2 separate regions of the Zea mays genome follow, and region 2 is linked to region 1. A link is a contact called in public Hi-C data. All regions are on one chromosome and are shown on one strand. Each heading gives the region's core, a stretch centred on a gene start, on an enhancer-like site or on the middle of the called end of the contact. The rest is flanking DNA. Distances are from core to core; before and after follow the strand shown.

What was found. A called contact is a pair of places that touch in the nucleus more often than the background predicts.
Region 2: a Hi-C map of ear shows a contact between it and region 1, with 1.7 times the contacts expected there. The contact joins the promoter of LOC100273536 here to the promoter of LOC541805 in region 1. A contact is called at or near these places in 2 of 25 Hi-C or Micro-C datasets (ear and tassel).

What each region holds. Positions count from the first base shown.
Region 1 is chr7:38,022,517-38,026,437 of Zm-B73-REFERENCE-NAM-5.0, forward strand. LOC541805 (cellulose synthase 7) reads right to left here and starts at 2,163. Exons shown (of 14, transcript NM_001111487.2): 1 at 1,903-2,163; 2 at 1,590-1,785; 3 at 1,244-1,449; 4 at 1,037-1,139; 5 at 789-951; 6 at 87-353; 7 at 1-11. The coding sequence starts at 1,983.
Region 2 is chr7:38,852,344-38,856,535 of Zm-B73-REFERENCE-NAM-5.0, forward strand. It overlaps LOC100273536 (putative protein kinase superfamily protein), which reads right to left and starts at 1,918. Exons shown (of 8, transcript NM_001147954.1): 1 at 1,700-1,918; 2 at 363-480. The coding sequence starts at 456.

The sequences.
Region 1 (3,921 bases), core at 913-3,412:
CCTTGTCGAACCTATCCATACAAGTAATTAGTCTCAAAACAACAGGAAGAGAAGGCTAATATTAGTAGGTGGCAACAGCAACTAACCTCAGTGACAGCCGGTCTAGGTAAGTCTCTCTCTCAATAGGGAACCACTTTGGGAATTGATCAAGAATCCAAGACATGGCAAACCAGATTTCACAGATAACAGATATGAGCCACAAAGCAAATGCATCATTCACCGGATGCATCACTCGGTAGTGGAAGAAGAACCCCAAAACCACAAGCCGAATAATGATAATCATCCTATATGGATTAATCTGGCTTGATGGAAGTGGAATTTTCCTGGACAGTTGTTGTCTTGCTTCATCCATTCTGGTAAAGAAAGAAAAAATCAGGTAAAATCTAGTACTTGGGTCTAGTAGCTAGTAACAAGACAGAAGCAAAGATCTGCTTCTGGAAATACCAAATAGAAGGTGACATGTAGTAAATATACAAAGATACATGCAGGCAAATAAGTTAAATTTTATAGAGCACACACTATGCTGGCCTATCGTGCATTGCGATCATTGATTCATACAAACAAAGGCAAAACTAAAAATATGAATCGACCAGTTTCTTTCATTTTACTAAGAAAATTGGAAATGCTACTTTTTTGTGAGTGATAATTATGACAAAGGAAAAAATGGTATCCTGAACAGAGGATGGACTATTTTGGAAATTAATTTGGACAAATTCATGTAACCAAATAGCATAAAGCATTAAAGAGGCATAAAAGTAACAAGAATCAAACAGTTTTGAGGGTCATACAGTGGTAGATCAGCATCGTCACCATCATCACCACCACCATCATTCCCCGTCTGGTGCATCCTCTCTTGTCTCTGCTTCCAATTCTCCATCCGTTCCTTCCAAGCAACACTACCATACCCATATGCAGCAAGATCCTTGGATGGGTCCATAGACCTGGGTTGCACTGGAACACAACAACCGTTAATCAGTTACATTCAGGGCACCATGACCACAACTATGTTTTGGCTGATGATCATCCAGATACATACCAGGTAAGCTGGGATCCGCATAAGGAAGGGGATGTATCCTCTTTCCCCCACCACCCATGAAAGAAGGCACCAGCGCGTGCTGCTCCGGTGGGATGTCATCCACCTGCGATCAGACCAGAAACAAGCAATTGAGCCATTGGCACACCAATATCCCACAAACGGAGGTGGCAAGCGAATAGTGATACTTGGATTCGGCAGTAACAGTACCATCTGCCCGTTGGTGAGGAGTGGAACATTGGGGTTGAGCTGGAAAGCTTGTGGCGCGCCATTAGGGTCACCTCCACGGCCGTAGCTCATGTGGCCGTAGAGCATGGACTCGGCCACAGACTGCGAGTCATGGCCGTCCCAGTTGAACTCGTTGTCCAGGTCATCGACGCCGTCCTCCTCCTCGTCACCGGTCACACGCTGGCAGCCTGCAAACAAAGTCCGGCGCATAGGACCGAGCTGAGTGGGCAATTGAGACTAAAGAAGAATCATCGAATGCCGCCCGACTAATGCATTAGCGCCAGGGTAGTGGAGCTGCATTTCGGTGGATGGGGTTGGGGACACCCACCCTTGAGGCGCTTGTATCGAGTCTTGCACTGGGGGCAGTTCTGCGTGCCCTCCCGGCGCTCGTATTCGTAGCAGTCCCGGCAGACGGGGAAGGCGCACTCGTTGCACGCCACGAAGGGGTCCCCGCCGGGGGCAAGGCCGACGTCGTCGCCGCAAATCTGGCACACCTGCCCGTTCTGCTCCCGCGGCGGCTTCGGCTGCACGCACGCGAGCGCGCACACAGCAGACAGCAAAAGTTAGAAAGGGAAAAAAAACAGCAACGTAACGCTCGCTCCTCTCGCAAGCCAGCCGGAAAAATTGAAGCGCGCGCGTACCCCGGGATCGCCGTCGCGGCGGATGACGACGAGCTCGTTGCGGTTGTGGGAGCCGGCCACCAGCCCGGCGCTCGCCTCCATCGCTTCCTCCCCTCCACTTCCGCCGCCGACGAAGGCAGAGGATACTGACCGTAGCTCCTCTCACTCTAGCAGCAGATCCTCATCCCCGAGTGGTTTCTCACCGAACGCCGAGCCGCGCCACGCCGCACCGACGAGGGAGAAGAGGAGAGGAGAGCAGGAATGCGTGCCAGTGGCGACAGGCGTCGGTGGGAGGGGATTTAGCGAGCGGGGATTTTTAAAGAAAATTGGGGGAGAAGGAGAGGAGTGTCGGTGGGCGCAGAAAAAGGGAGGCGAAAAGAAAAAGGAAAGACGGCCAAGGAAAGGGCCGCGCCAACTACTAGAGTTGAACAGATGGAAATGGGAGGTAATTTTGGGATGGAAAGCGCTAGTACAAAAGTTTGCCGCGTTCAGAATCACAGGTGTTTTATGGATGCCCATGCGACGATTTCAACCATCTCACTTACGAAATCCGTCTTTCAAAAATTAATACGGGGATGTTTGATTAATAATGTAACTACTAACAAAATCTCATAGATCCGCATTGAAAAAATATATATATCTAGAGGCATATTATTCAGCTGCTGCGATGATGAATGCCCGACAAAATGGTAGTCAGTGATAACGCCAAGATATGGTGACAACCGAGCATAACGGCGATGCAAGAATCCTATATCTGTTGCTTACGAAATATTCGTTGTTGATATAAAATTTATATCTAGGAAAACATACATGACCATTCTCTTGGGGTAGAATAATATATGCTAGAAAATAAAAATCAAAAGTCGACTGGAAAATAACGACATGGCTCACATGGGCATTCCAATTGTGATGGAGTATATTCCTTGAGACATTTTCATTATTGATCAACATTTAATGTAATGTTTTGCTATTTCTAACGCAACACCAAATAGATGTTACATTAGTATATTGTGAATGAATGTGAAATTTTGTACCAGTAATATGGAGTAGAAACTAGTAATATAATCTTGATGATTTATGCCCACATCATTGACATGCTACTAGGAAAAAAACATCACTTTTGTTTGCAATGGTGAATGTAGAACAAAGCAGTATCAACATATAGGGCTGGACGAAAAACTCGTGGCTCGTTGGCTCGCTCGGCTCGTAGCCTGCTCAGCTCGACTAGGATCGGATCGTTTAAATTTTTACACGAGTTGAGCCAGCGTCCCAGCTCGGTTTCTTAACGAGCCAGCTCGAGCTGATCTCGAGCCAGCTCGCGAGCTAACCGAGCTGCCACATTGCAGCATTCCAATTCGGGCCGGCCTTTCACAGTTTCACTTAATCACTTGTTTGGCCCATCAGTCGTAAGCCCAGGCGGCCAGGCCCAACGCTCACCGCTCAACAGGCACCGCACACGGCCACACGGGCAAATGGCCACGGGCCACCGCTCCAGGCTCGGCAAACGGCGTACTGCTCAACTGATCCACTCCAGACACCAGAGAGGCAGAGACCAGACTCCAGTCGGCATCAGCCACTCAGCCGCTCCCGCTCAGGCCTCAGCCGCGCGCAAACCCTAGGTGTCTCGGCGTCGGCGACGGCCGACAGCGACTCGGCGGACGGCGGCTCGGCGCTCCACTCGTCTCCACCGACCACCGGCCAGGCGGAGCAGCAGTCCAGGCAGCACCGCGGCACAGCGCCAGCGGGCAGTGGCCAACCGGCCACCAGGCACCGGCATCGCGCGCGGCCGCGCGCCCAAATGGCCACCGCTCTAGGCTCCAAGCCTCCAACAGTCCACTCCAGGTCTCCAGCGTCAGGCTCACTGCGTCTCAGCGTCTGCGGACTCAGCGTCGATATCCAGGCATCCAACCCTATGCCCCTATGGAGGAGGAGAACACTCCATTGCCAGCAAGTTTGGGGTCTCGAACTCGAACCAAGCAACTCACAAAGAAGCCACCCATTTCGATGCAGAAGATGCCTGCAGTGACAGCATCATCGGCG
Region 2 (4,192 bases), core at 668-3,167, 830 kb after region 1:
TTGACTAAGACATATCCCTGTATTCGCCAGTATCAGAATTACACTAAGAAACACTGATGGTTGACTTATATATCAAGTTTGTAGCCAGTCCCGGAAATCATATCAGAAATTCTTCATCTGCCTTATCTGTACATGTGAATCCAGTAATAATCTGATTCACATTAAAGAACATGAAAACTTTCTGTGAATGGCCAGAAAACTGCTCTGAGCTGTTCTTCAGAATGAATACGACTGAAGTTTCCTAACTCCCATGGACGTCAAGAGAGAACAAAAGGTTGGTCCCTACATAACCTTCAACTGGCCCAGTCATACCAGAATTCACAGGACCAAACAAAGAAAAGCATTGAAAGCAAGCATCGTACGGTCTATCTTATTGCTCTGAGCTTTGGCCTGTTCCTTGTCATGGCCATCTTCCTCGTCATCAAAGTGGCAGTTACAACATAACCATTGCCTCATATCGCAGTCAATCACCCGTCGCCACTTCGGTACATGCAACAAAAACACAACAATTAGAGATAAATGGAAAGTTCAGAAAGAAGGCATTCCTCATACACAAGCAGCATGACTACATGCAATCAATCAGTCAATGGAGCTGTTTGTTTGGGCTTTTTTTAGTTTATGTCCACCAAAAGCTGTTGCGGACTGCCAAACGCCCCAACTTTTCAGCCCACTTCTATAAGAATCGTTAAAAACCGTTCAAAATCAAAATGAACACAGAATCGGTCGAGTAGTAACGATAGTAGGAATCCATCGTTTTCTAGATCCTGAACCCTTTGATCCATTTCATATTTCTCCGCATGTAGGGCCTGTTTGGTTCGCTACCTAACTTGCCACACTTTGCCTAACTTTTCTGCCTAAGGTTAGTTCTTCAATTCGAACGACTAACCTTAGGCAAAGTGTGGCGCAGTTAGACACGAACCAAACAGGCCCGTAATCCCCACGATACTCAGATTCTTCCCACAGCCAGATTCTCTCCACGGCTAGATTCTCAGAAAATATGGTCAGAAAAAAACTGAACCAAACAGGCCCAATAGGTGCCGGCGTACAACTCGTCTGTATTCATCACAAAAATTTAGTACAATCCGTCCATACTCATCAAACAAATTTAGTAAGGCAGTTAGCATGAATGTTTGACCTATTTAATGTGCGAGCTAACAAATTTATTCACATATTAGTAGGCTGATAGCTGTAAGTCTGAGAATAACTTAGCAGGTACCATTTTATTTCTCTTTCCAGAGGGTTTGGAGTTATACATTTCAGATAGCATTCACTATTCAGGTGAGTGAACAAGTGATTGCAGCAATGAGGGTCGCTTTCAGCCAGCCTTTTCAACAAGGGCGTGGAGACCAGTACATCTTGGAACCGTAAGGAGATCCCAAGAAGAAAAAAAAGACGTATAAGATCAAGTTCTTCCGCTATTACCAGGGGCGACCTTTGGTGTTTCCACCAATCCCAAGAGAAAGTTAATAATTTACATGCTGCTACCAGTACAGGTCCACCACACATCAAGCAAGCAAGCAGTCCATGTACCTCGAAGGGGATTGGATTGGAGGACCGTTCACGCATCCGCACCACGAAAGGAAGATTTGGATTCGAGGGCACACAAGCATAGAAATAGATAATCTCTCCAACTGAACTGATCTCAACTCGAAAAAGGAAGCAGTCAATCCGAGGAAGAAAATAGTTAGGGCTTCCTTACCAGCGACCGACGAAACGAGTCGAGGTGCCGTCGGGACCGATGAACGGAGGGATCCTCGCTTAGCGCCGGCACCTACGGAAGCGGAGGTTGAGCAGAAGGTGGAGACGCTGCGGTGCGTGCTTCAGTAGTAAACTGAAGCCTCGGCGAGCCCCCGTGCAGGGCGTGTGTATCGGCGGAAGAAGAGGGGAGAATGGTGCGACCTGTGGGACCACAGCTAGGGATGAAAATGGATGTAAAAAATCTCGTTCCTATCAGCTCCGTTTTCTATACATCGTTCGTCTGTTTTCGGATTTTTGGAAAATATAGATACGAAACAGGTTACGAGTTGAGAGTCTGCGGGAACAAAACAAAAATGAGAAATACTATTTTCCGTTCTGATTGTTGAGATCCTATATTTCATCTGGATATTTCCAAATTTAACGTGAAGATTAAGTCCCACAGCCACAAGGTGTACATTGTAAAGCCGTCACCACTCACCGTTAGGCCCAATGCGACAAGCCTAATAGGCTAAGGAACGGTACACACGTGAAACCCTAAGCCCACTCCCATGTTTGCCAGTTCGGCACGTGGACGCTGTGACGTGGCTCAACATAAGACACCTCCAGGCACCGTCACGCCAACGACCGACTCCGCGACTCACCAACTCACCATTGTCGAGACACGTCGAGCACGGACACGGGACTCCCACTCACCTTCGCTCGCGGCCGCTGTCACACACTTGTGCCATCTCGGCAGCTAGGCCACGCTAGACGTCGGGCCAGCAGTGCAGCACGCAGCACGCAGCACGGCACCGGAACCAGCTCACCATCGACCTTCGCCTTCAGGTAACGACCTCCTCCACACCTCTAGTCCTCCAGTCCATCGAAGAATTAGTAATCACGCGGTCTAGTCGTGGATCAACCTCACACCTTGCTTGCTTCAATTGCTTGCAAGTTCTAACAGCAGCAGACATTTACTTGTTTCAATTGCTTGCTGCTTGGTGCAATGACGCTTGCTGCTTGGCGCAATGATGCTTGTTGGTTGTTGCATCCTACATGCATACATGTTTGCTTCTAAAATTCAGGCATTTGCTTGTTTCAATTTCGTAGCGCTTGCTGCTTCTAAATTTCAAGTATCTGCTCCCAATTCATGGCTGAAGATGACAAACCGTGAAGAAATCTTGCAAATGCCCGATGTCATGGTGAATTGGTGTTTGAATCATTTGCAAATGCTAGATGTCATGAAGACCTTGAAGAACTTTTATTATGTATGTATGTGTGTCAATGTGTGAGTGTGACATGTTTAATGTCTATGTGGACATGTGGTCATATAATCACGTGGACTTATTTTCTCGTTGTTTAGTGGACTGTTGAATTTGAATTTGGACTACGACTACGACACCTTGTGATTATTTGTTTCCAGGTAATTTTTTCGTTGAGGTAATTTCCGTTCGTTTTTCGGTTAATTTTCGACTGTATTGGTTCGTTTCCGTAAACCCGTGTAACTCAGACTCGTTTCCATCCGTGGTTGTTCCGCTCCTGCACCCATTTTCGACAATGAACTGCATGAGCGAAACGGGAGAAGGGTTTTTCCATCCGTTTTCATCGCTAACCACAACGACATTTTTCTTTTCTTCTTCTTTGATTGGATGTGTTAGCTGTAACAAGCTTAGATTAGCCCACATCATTAATATAGCATCCCAACCATGGTTAGGGTTAAAAGTTTCACCCTACAACATGGTATCAGGGCACTGTTTCTGCCTTCTTCCTCTCTCCCTCTCTAAGCTCTAAGCGTCGCCTGCTCCATGGCTAGCGAGCCTCCCATGGCTACGCCAGGCTCCCCCATCCCCCTTTGATGCGACCACCTGGTGAAACCCTTGTCGTGGTTCCCATCTCCCTCGGCGTGTGCCTCCCCTACCCAACCACGTCGACGGTCGGCAAGCGATGCCCCCACTCCACTATCGCGGTTACCCTCTCGCCAGACGTGCAACTCCCTTGCCCAGTCACGTCGGTGGTCGACGCCCCATGCGCCAACTCCCCTGTCGTGCGGATGGTCATGCTCCACTCTCCGGCGGCCGGTGACCCGAGCTACACCTCCCCTGCCTCTATGTCACTCAGCAACGCTCTCACATTGTCAGGTCCTTCCTCCACCGCCTCAAGTCCCCTCTTCTCCCATGGCTGCCACCAGCTTCCTCTTTCTAACTGCTACTGCTCTCTCTCTCTCTCTCTCTCTCTCTCTCTCTCTCTCTCTCTCGTCCATAGAGCATGCCTCCCTCTGCGTCATCGTTCTTCACAGGCCACTGTGTCGCCCCAACACTTGTGCTCTTCTCTTCCCACCTCCCCCTTGATGGTCTCATGCAGCGACGGCGGCCTCGATGCCCATCGTAGTTGCCTCCGCGCCCCAGCATCGTGTGCCCCCAACCATCCACTCTATGAGCATATAGGCCCTAATTTATGTTTTGGTAATTAATGGCAACATGTGTGGACTAACAAATTCTTTAAGGTAACAAGAATG